Regions from separate parts of the Mus musculus genome. Here regions 1 and 2 are each linked to region 3. A link is a contact called in public Hi-C and HiChIP or PLAC-seq data. All regions are on one chromosome and are shown on one strand. Each heading gives the region's core, a stretch centred on a gene start, on an enhancer-like site or on the middle of the called end of the contact. The rest is flanking DNA. Distances are from core to core; before and after follow the strand shown. Region 1 overlaps St6galnac3 (ST6 (alpha-N-acetyl-neuraminyl-2,3-beta-galactosyl-1,3)-N-acetylgalactosaminide alpha-2,6-sialyltransferase 3). Region 2 overlaps St6galnac3 (ST6 (alpha-N-acetyl-neuraminyl-2,3-beta-galactosyl-1,3)-N-acetylgalactosaminide alpha-2,6-sialyltransferase 3). Region 3 holds the start of St6galnac5 (ST6 (alpha-N-acetyl-neuraminyl-2,3-beta-galactosyl-1,3)-N-acetylgalactosaminide alpha-2,6-sialyltransferase 5).

Region 1 (2,700 bases), core at 93-2,592, 300 kb after region 3:
CAGGAGATGGAACCACACAACTTCGTGTGCAGCATTAAAAAAAAAAATCAATAACACAAGGAAGATAAAGAAGACCCAGTGGTGAGGTAAAGCCTTTTGTTTGAGGGCTGAATACTGAAGTGAAAGAGGAGAACTATGACACATGCATTTTAAATAACATTCCATAAAGATTTATATTTCATAGAGATATTTTTATAGAGGTATTTCATAAAAGTTTTAAGTCCTTATTGATTTAGGATGGGCAGTGCTAGATCAGCCAACCCAAGCACACGTGGTCCATGAGTGGCTGACTTGGCTCTCTGCATTCAACTGATGACTTCTGCATGGCCCAGCCCTTCTGCTCTTTACCACAGGAAATGGTTCAGGTTTCCACCCACGCCCAGACAGAAGACATGCAGTGACTTAGGCTGCCTTGACCTGGATGAGCTAGCAGCATGACACTGGACTCTTGAAGAGAAAAGCAAGCAGCAGGGATGGTTTCCCTCCATTTTAAGAATACCAAATGCAAGAACAGGGTTTTCACAGCTTGAAAAATCTAAAGCAGCTTAAGTGGTAAAATATGGCTCTAATCAAAACGACTCAGGGTTGAACAGTGAACCTGGCAGCCTCTGGCTACTCAGTATTGTTTCTTGTGAGAAATGTGATATTCAGGGTATAACCTAACCTGCAACTATAAATAATACGCAGGGCAGAAGGAACCAGGAGATCCCTACACACCAGTCCAAGTGGTTCTAATTGTATTGTACCCCAAAGAGGAGAGTAATTATGTGGGGGAGCATGGGATTTCCCCCTGAAGCAATCAAGCATCCGCTTCAGCCAATGCTGACTCACTAATAAAACTGCATCTGTACTCAACCGTTTATTTTGAACGTGCCCGTTTTTTGATTTGCCTATGGGCCTTCCTTTGATTTGTCCGAGCTAATTCATCCGCAGGGCCAACACAGGCTTCTTGAGTTGACTGGACTCTGACCCTGTTTGTCTAGCAGATCCTCTGTACTTGTCCAAACAGGTGACTTTCCATGTTCGGCCTCGCTCGTTCTGCCAAGCCCGAATCCATTTTCAGGAATATTTCCTCTTGCATTTCCTGAACTTGTTTTCAACAATACAGGAAAATGTGTGATGGAGAGAGAATGTGCAGGGGGGCAGCAGCGGGGGTTTTCTCCTGCCTTGTTTTTCGCTGCCTTCACTTCAAACAAGTGTGTGTTTAGGCGGCAGAGACAGCAGCGTGCAGCCTTCATTCATTTCCCTAGAGAATGGCTTATCAAGTGCTGAAAATACGAGCTGTTCTATTCTGCAAAACACACATCAGATCCTTTGACAAGCAGTAGTCATTACCGTGTGTTCTATAGTTCCCTGCCTGGAAAGTGGTCGGCGGACAAGCCATCCCCTGGGGCGGCTTAACCCCGTTTATTCATCTCAATTTTCCTCTAGGTTTCTAGCCACAAAAAGAAAAAAAAATAAATTAAATTAACAAAACCCATTTGGAAAATGAACCTTTTGCGGTGGGTTCCAGGAAGCATTTAATTCAGGCAAGGCTGTGCCTCGCAGAGCCACCCACACGCCACATGCCGCTGCTTTGATGCATGGACAGTGGCAGCTGCAAACCTGAGATCTGAGGCTCATTAATGCATCTGCATGCTGAGGAATGTGCTGTATGTCGAGGTTTCCACGGCGACTGGACTGCGCATGGCCTATTCTCTGGAAGGAGGAACCTCGGTCTGCTGTCACTGGGGGGTAAGCATTACTAGCGAGCATAGAACAGCTGCACATGTGCCAGAGTGGGTGTCAGTCCACACACTGGTTCAATACAGTGGAGCCCCTGTTGACATTCCAAATTACAATGAGAAAGCCCGGGTCTGTAGACAGCTCTCACGCTGAGACAGAGATGGTGTGCAAAGAGAGTGCCAGGCGGAAAGTGTGTACGTGACACAGAGGAAGGCTTGGCTACCAGCCTTTCACAAAATTTCTACAGATGGAGATGGTGTGTTAAAACACCACGAGTTGCTTTTCATACCAATCAGCCGAATGTTCAGGAGAGAGGTGTGGGTGTACTGGAAGGACAGGATTCAAATCAGGCCTCTGCCACGTACCTGGGCTCTGATCTCGAGTAAGCCACTAGCGATCTCTCAGTTCTGCAAATAGAATGTGAAGACACTGGCTGCACAAGGTAGCCTACAAGAAACAGTGGCACAGTAGATGAGGACCACCCTCATGCTCACAGGGAGTGAACCGAGTATCCTGCCAGGTGGCAGGCCAACAGGAGAGAAAATTCCAGCCCTCCCTTTAAAGTGTTTTCCTCATCTTTGATCCCAAATTTTTCCTCCCACTGTCCTAAGAACCCAAGGCCAAAAAACAATCTTCTTATTTTTGTCACAGAAAAGGAAGTACTGGGGCACAAACATGTAACATTATTTATCACGGGAAATACAACACAAACTCCTATGGTCCTTCATGAGCTGACACTAGCAAACTAGAGGGTGTGGTCAGCCGGTTTCACCTTATCACAGCCTATGGACTGATAATGAAGTCCCACGCCCACTCTGGGCTGAAGGACTGTCAAGGTAAATAACAGCAATTCGCAGGAGGTTCTTGCGGATGAGAATATGAAGATCACTAGAGATATCCATATCCCACAAGTGCCAGCTTGATTTGATTTGAGCTGCTGGAAGAATATCTTTGGGAAGGAATTAAAGCTGCAGT
Region 2 (2,700 bases), core at 168-2,667, 270 kb after region 3:
TCATTCCAAAATAAGCCTCCCAAACTAGCCTTCATATCAGGTGTCTGGAGGAGAACAGAAATGGTTTGATTTCAGTTTTAAAGCATTTCTTCATGCGCCTCACTGACTGCAAACTGACACATCGACTGACTTAAAGGTTATGGATCAGTAGGTAAATGTAGAAATTCTATTAGTTTCCAGACGTGGGATTTATGCCATTCATTTTAAATGAAATCAAAATCCTACAGAGAAATAGGAACAGCAAACCCCACCATAGACAGATCTGTTCTTAACAGCATCTATTTACTTACTCCCCGGGGCCCAGAAGGTGGGCACCGCTGTATCGCGTTCATCGACTTTGACAAAGACAGCAAACAGCACATGGAGAACACACACATTTTGAGAGAATATTAAAACATGGATTAATGTAACATTATAAAATACAAAGCCTCTTACTTAAAGAGAGAGAGGAATTAGATGTCTACTGTGCTTAATGAAACTGTAGTGGGTGTCTATAAATCTAAAGTCCTTACCTTAACCTGAGTTTAAAATAATGGGCTCGCTTGACAGTGCTTTACAGATCCTAGTGCTGAGCAATATCACCGACGACCGGAATGAAAGATAACGGAACAGCGGAGAGGCGGAGCAACAGCAGAGAGGCGGAGCCTACTGGGATGTGTACACAGAGCTACGGGAGACAATATTTCTTCTTCATAATACAAAGAAAACACAGTTGCAAAACTCAGAGTTTATCCCATTTGTTTGGAAGAGAGGACCAGGTAGGTGCTTTGCTTAAAAAGACCGTAGCCCACTCTTGGAAAGCATGAAGGAGAACGAACACACATAAGAGGTAGTATTCACTCCACGATGCAAGAAGGTAGATGGATTTTAAGTCCACAGCAGTAATTAAATTTCAGTGTTGACACAGGACATCTCTACACCCAGGGCTCTAAATAAAGTTTATGCAGTGCCTGTGGGCAAAACATAGCCTACACGGATATTTTTCTCAGGAGCCAAGACTCTTTTTGCTGCATGCCCAGAAAGCAAAAGTAGAGCTGAGGACAGATCCAACCATGATACAAAAGCGTAACAAGAAATATTCCTAAATATTTGAAATTCTGTGGGAGCCTCATCTGAGGTGAGAATGTTAAATCATTTGGGGAGGAGAACCTTTCCTACAAAGGAAATTAACTGGAAGGCAAATATTTGAAACAGACGGAAATAGAATAGGTGAACTAACTTTTGAGCTGAGGCAGGGCTGTCTGGGCCCGATTTCCCAAAGCCATGGTAGACTTGAGAGAGAAGAAATGATATCAGAAGGGGCAGATTCTTTTTCTGTCACAGGAGGAAAACAGCACCTTCAAAGGAGGCCTGCTTCCTGATGGGACTGAACCTCTTCTGCGAGTCTCAGAGATGACGTCACTGCTCAAGCTCTCCCCCTGCTGGGGGAGGCTGAGAAGTGCTCCTGTGCCTTACATTGCCAGGGTGTCCTCAGGCATTCATAGTTTGTTAGTGAGCTCAGGTTAAGCATGCTGGGGTAACAAATGACTCAAGTCCTGGGTGACTTATAACAATTTATTTCTGGCTATGTCCTTGGGATAACGGTTGGTTAGATAGATGGGCTTCCTGTTTCTGACATCCAGGCTCATGCAATGTTCATATTTGGCATAGTACCAACCTCACAATGGAGGGGGAAAAGCACTGTAAGGATAGTAATACAGCGTCCGAGTGTGGTCTGGGACGTAGCTCAATGGGAAGGTGCTTGCTCAGCAGGCACAAGGCCCGGGGTTCAATCCCTAGGACAGGAAAAAATATTTTACGTTCAATCCAGTGATATCTGTCACTGATGGATATCACACTCCCCAGGGCTGTCCTCACTCAGGGCACTCCTTTTAGGAATGGGCTACTACCTAATTTAAAATTTGAGGTTGTTGTTAGCATTTTGATATTTGAAAATCAGGCATGACTACCAACGCTGAACAAAAGGACTGCTATGCCTTGGTGTCTCCAAGGACAGTTTATGGAAACCTAAAGTTGTGAAATCATAGTTTAAAAAAAAATTCCACTGAACATCAAGACTGAATGATGATCAAGCATTGGGCTTTACATCACCATTGGTTATTGACAGCTTCACAAACTTACAAATACACCATTCATTCATTCATTCACTCACTCATTCATTCATTCATTCATTCACTCACCTGCTCACCCATTCCTATAACATCTGTGAATACAGCCCACCCTGGAAGTGATGTCTGATGTCTCAGTTCTGTATTCAGTATCTGACATCACTCCACATCAGCAACACAGATCCTGGCTTTCCCATTTACTGCCTCTGAGACCTTGGGCCAGCTCTCCAGCCTCTGTAATTTTCCAAATACTTAACGCAGAGACAATATAAGTAACTACCCCATAGGTTTGTTATAAAGATGTCTGGAGATAATGAAAAGCACTTTATTGTGCCTGCATAGTAAGAGCCCCATAAACATAAGTCAATGCTGCTCTGCACAGCTGGGGCCAGACTCCAGACTCGATGCTAGCATGGAGGTGAGGAAGACACGCTGGCTTGTACAATCTCATCTACAAAATACCTGGACATCTTCCTCATAGAAGCTTAAGGTGAGTCAACACTGTAATACAGCCTTTTCAAAAGCTAAAGCCAACTCAAACAATAGAGGGAAAATGCTGTGAGAAAACCAATTCCATTTCTCTGTTCCTGAT
Region 3 (2,700 bases), core at 92-2,591:
GCATCCTTCTTGGAATAGAAAGTCACAACTAGCATGCAGCCCTTCCTGCCCTAACTGGTGTACCACCTTCCTGCTCCCCCAAACTAACAGCTGCTCTGGTGGCTCACTACCCCAGGAAGGAGGAAGGATCAGGGGTACAGAGTGCCCAGGCTGAGCGGCGGGTGGGAAGGACGGCGCACAAGCTGTCACCTTGTGGTCTGCTACACCGAGGTATCCTTCGAGCTGCCGGGGTCCTGCGGGGGCGGTTCTACGTGGCTGGGGACTGCTCTCCACAAGCTGCGTGCTGCCAGTCGCGGTTGCCGCCTGCTGCTGCTGCTGCTGCTGCTGCTGCTGCTGCGGGGGCCGCTCCTTCTGGCTGCCGAGGCTGCTGTACACGAGCAACAAGCTGGTGCACATGGTAGTGAGCACTAAACACACTGCCAGACCATGGCGCTGCAGGCGGGCGGGGGAGAGAGAGCAGAAGACAGTGGCTCAGGGTGCACCAGGGAAGCTTGGCTCCTTATTGGCACCAAGCACAAGTCCGGAGCATCCGCCCCAGCCTTCCCAGCAGCCAGAGAGCAGAGGTGACACGGTCTTGCGCACCCGTCAGGGATGCTCCTGCATCGCTGCTCACAGCCCGCGTCTCACAGTGGAGGGCAGGTGGCGCGCGGTGACCAGTGCAAGGGTGAGCGCGTCCGCCCAGGGTACTTTGGGAAGGAGGATCTAGACTCCACCTAAGCTGCTCGGATTCCAGCCCTCCAAACACCCTCTCTTCTCGCCCCCCTGAGGCTTCCTGCAGAGATCCCCGCTAAGTTTGAAATCCGACAAGAAAACCAAGAAAGTCAAAGATGGTGCTTCCTCCCCGCCCCTCTGAGTTTGTGCCCAGCGGTCACAGTGGGACACCCTCCATCCCTGGAGAGGTCAGCCTGCTCCTCTGCTCTCCAGTCGCCCCTTGGATCACTCGCTAAAGATCCAGGAGCCCAGGCATCCCTAGCGCCCATCCCGGATTCCAAGCCAGGTAGAAAGTTGTCACCAATGACAGGTGACCTCTTGGCACAGAGATAGATACCCGGAGAGGCTTCCCCAACGGTCTAGGAGACCCAGAATCCCAGGGGTCTTTGCCTCTGCTTGGCAGAGTTGGAACAACAGACTCACCATCAGGGTCTTCATTTTGGGCTCCTCTTTTGTGCGGAATTCTCAGGCAAGCGCGTCCGGAGCCACTTTTTCTTGGAGGTTGTCCATGGTGGGTGATGGGGCGGAGGCTGCTCAGATGCTCACCTGGCAGTGACGGCAGCTGAGCGGGAGCAGGAGCCGCGGGACCGGGAAGCGCTGCTGTTGCAGAGATTAGAGGAGAATTAAAACTGAGCCGGACCCTCCGAGTCTTAGCGATCCACACACTGCCGCCTGCCGCCGCCTGCTGGGTCCTAGAGTCCTCTGCAGTCCCCCTCCCAACCCCCAAACCATCTTCTCAGTGAAGTGGAATTTCTGGGGCAAGACTGTTACCATAAAGGTGCACCCATTCCTTAGTTTGAAGATTTATTATCTTTGAATGGGGCTGTCAAGTTAAAAGGACGCAGAATCCAGTTTGATCCTGAACACGGTAGCCATTTGAAAATTTACTAAATTTTCAGGTTTGTGATTTTAATAAAGAAACAAGTTAGCCTCCCAAATGTCAATCGATCTCTTTAAATTTGCATTTGTGTTTACAGCCTGGCAAATGTGATCATGGGATTGTTTTCCTTAAAAATTACGCCGCTGTAATAATTTCTAGTTGTTTTCAAATGTCCTTTCCCTCCCTAATTCTGCTTTGACAAATCATTAGTCTCCTGCTTCCCTTGGACCGTACCCTTCCATGCAAATGGCTTCATTCATCATTTGCTCCCAAGAACACAATTTATATTTCTACTCAACCTGCGAAGTCCCTGGTGCTCATTTAAATGATTTTAAAGTTTTGGAAACACTCGGTGCATCCCATTCATGTGATTAACCGTGAACTGTAGAGTCTTCCTAATGTCAGTGAAGAAATATTAGCTGTTGAAGATAAAAAGTGATCTCGCATCCTAGGATCCTGAAGGCTGTGATTCGTCCCTCCTGCTGTCTGGGGCACTGGTGGCGTATACTTTCACAATCAGGACCTGGATTCCAGTTAAAAGCTGGATCATTGTTCAGTGCTGAGTTCAGATCAGTAGCCTGCTCTAAGTATGCTCTTGTCCCTACATCTAATTAGAGCAAGCATTTGTTAAACCTCTAATTTAGCTGAAAACGTATTTCAGCCACGTGACATTATTCAGTGAACATAGTCGTCTTAATGTCTCTCTTAACACTGTACATGTAGCCGTGTGAGGTTGAAGATCACATTAAGAACGATCAGCAGGCCACCTGAACCATGGGCAGGCACAGTGAGAGCCCTTGCAACTCCCCCTTTAATCTTCTCTAATCTACCGCTGGATGGATGGCACAACGGGGACTATTTTTAACGTATGAGGCCCATGTCCAAACTCTATTAACAAAGTTAAAATTATTGGTTCAGTAATGAGCATCCAGGAGACAGAAGCACACACCATGGAGCCTTTCGAGGAAAACACAAAAATTGGAAATACTATCCGATACTGCCAGCAGTGCGGTTAGCTATTTATTCAATGTGTGCTGTGGGCATGAATAGTGCCCGTTGTCTGGACAGGCAAGGCAGCAGGCAGAGGAGAATCTTATCGGGTCTTGGCA

The links. A called contact is a pair of places that touch in the nucleus more often than the background predicts. HiChIP or PLAC-seq counts read pairs in DNA pulled down with a chosen protein or histone mark.
Region 1: an H3K4me3 HiChIP or PLAC-seq map of forebrain shows a contact between it and region 3, with 5 times the contacts expected there. The contact joins the enhancer-like site here to the promoter of St6galnac5 in region 3. A contact is called at or near these places in 3 of 39 promoter capture datasets (embryonic stem cells, hippocampal neurons and stem cell-derived epiblast-like cells), 1 of 15 datasets of contacts at CTCF or cohesin (the NIH/3T3 cell line), 5 of 484 Hi-C or Micro-C datasets (B cells, CD4 T cells, the N1E-115 cell line and 2 more) and 11 of 115 datasets of contacts at active chromatin or transcription factors (craniofacial prominence, embryonic basal ganglia, embryonic forebrain and 5 more).
Region 2: a contact with region 3 is called in a Hi-C map of the N1E-115 cell line, with 6 times the contacts expected there. The contact joins the enhancer-like site here to the promoter of St6galnac5 in region 3. A contact is called at or near these places in 7 of 39 promoter capture datasets (cranial neural crest, embryonic stem cells, hippocampal neurons and 3 more), 3 of 15 datasets of contacts at CTCF or cohesin (the NIH/3T3 cell line, large pre-B cells and pro-B cells), 9 of 484 Hi-C or Micro-C datasets (B cells, CD4 T cells, the N1E-115 cell line and 4 more), 9 of 115 datasets of contacts at active chromatin or transcription factors (astrocytes, embryonic basal ganglia, embryonic forebrain and 6 more) and 2 of 9 other capture datasets (adipose tissue and pancreatic islet).

The regions. Positions count from the first base shown.
Region 1 is chr3:153,275,934-153,278,633 of GRCm38.p6, forward strand. The region is part of intron 3 of St6galnac3 (ST6 (alpha-N-acetyl-neuraminyl-2,3-beta-galactosyl-1,3)-N-acetylgalactosaminide alpha-2,6-sialyltransferase 3); the gene reads right to left. Among named protein-coding and RNA genes, the nearest start is that of Gm52634, 21 kb to the left of the region's middle. Within about 2 kb of position 1,343, at least 73 of the 459 cell types and tissues checked have an H3K27ac peak or open chromatin away from gene starts, as enhancers often do. A contact at or near this core is called in the N1E-115 cell line, cerebral cortex, craniofacial prominence and 4 more, where this site is marked.
Region 2 is chr3:153,249,369-153,252,068 of GRCm38.p6, forward strand. The region is part of intron 3 of St6galnac3 (ST6 (alpha-N-acetyl-neuraminyl-2,3-beta-galactosyl-1,3)-N-acetylgalactosaminide alpha-2,6-sialyltransferase 3); the gene reads right to left. Among named protein-coding and RNA genes, the nearest start is that of Gm52634, 5.7 kb to the right of the region's middle. Within about 2 kb of position 1,418, at least 17 of the 459 cell types and tissues checked have an H3K27ac peak or open chromatin away from gene starts, as enhancers often do. A contact at or near this core is called in the N1E-115 cell line and regulatory T cells, where this site is marked.
Region 3 is chr3:152,980,869-152,983,568 of GRCm38.p6, forward strand. It overlaps St6galnac5 (ST6 (alpha-N-acetyl-neuraminyl-2,3-beta-galactosyl-1,3)-N-acetylgalactosaminide alpha-2,6-sialyltransferase 5), which reads right to left and starts at 1,342. Exons shown (of 5, transcript NM_012028.5): 1 at 1,135-1,342; 2 at 190-432. The coding sequence starts at 1,149. The region is part of intron 3 of Gm46830 (a long non-coding RNA gene); the gene reads left to right.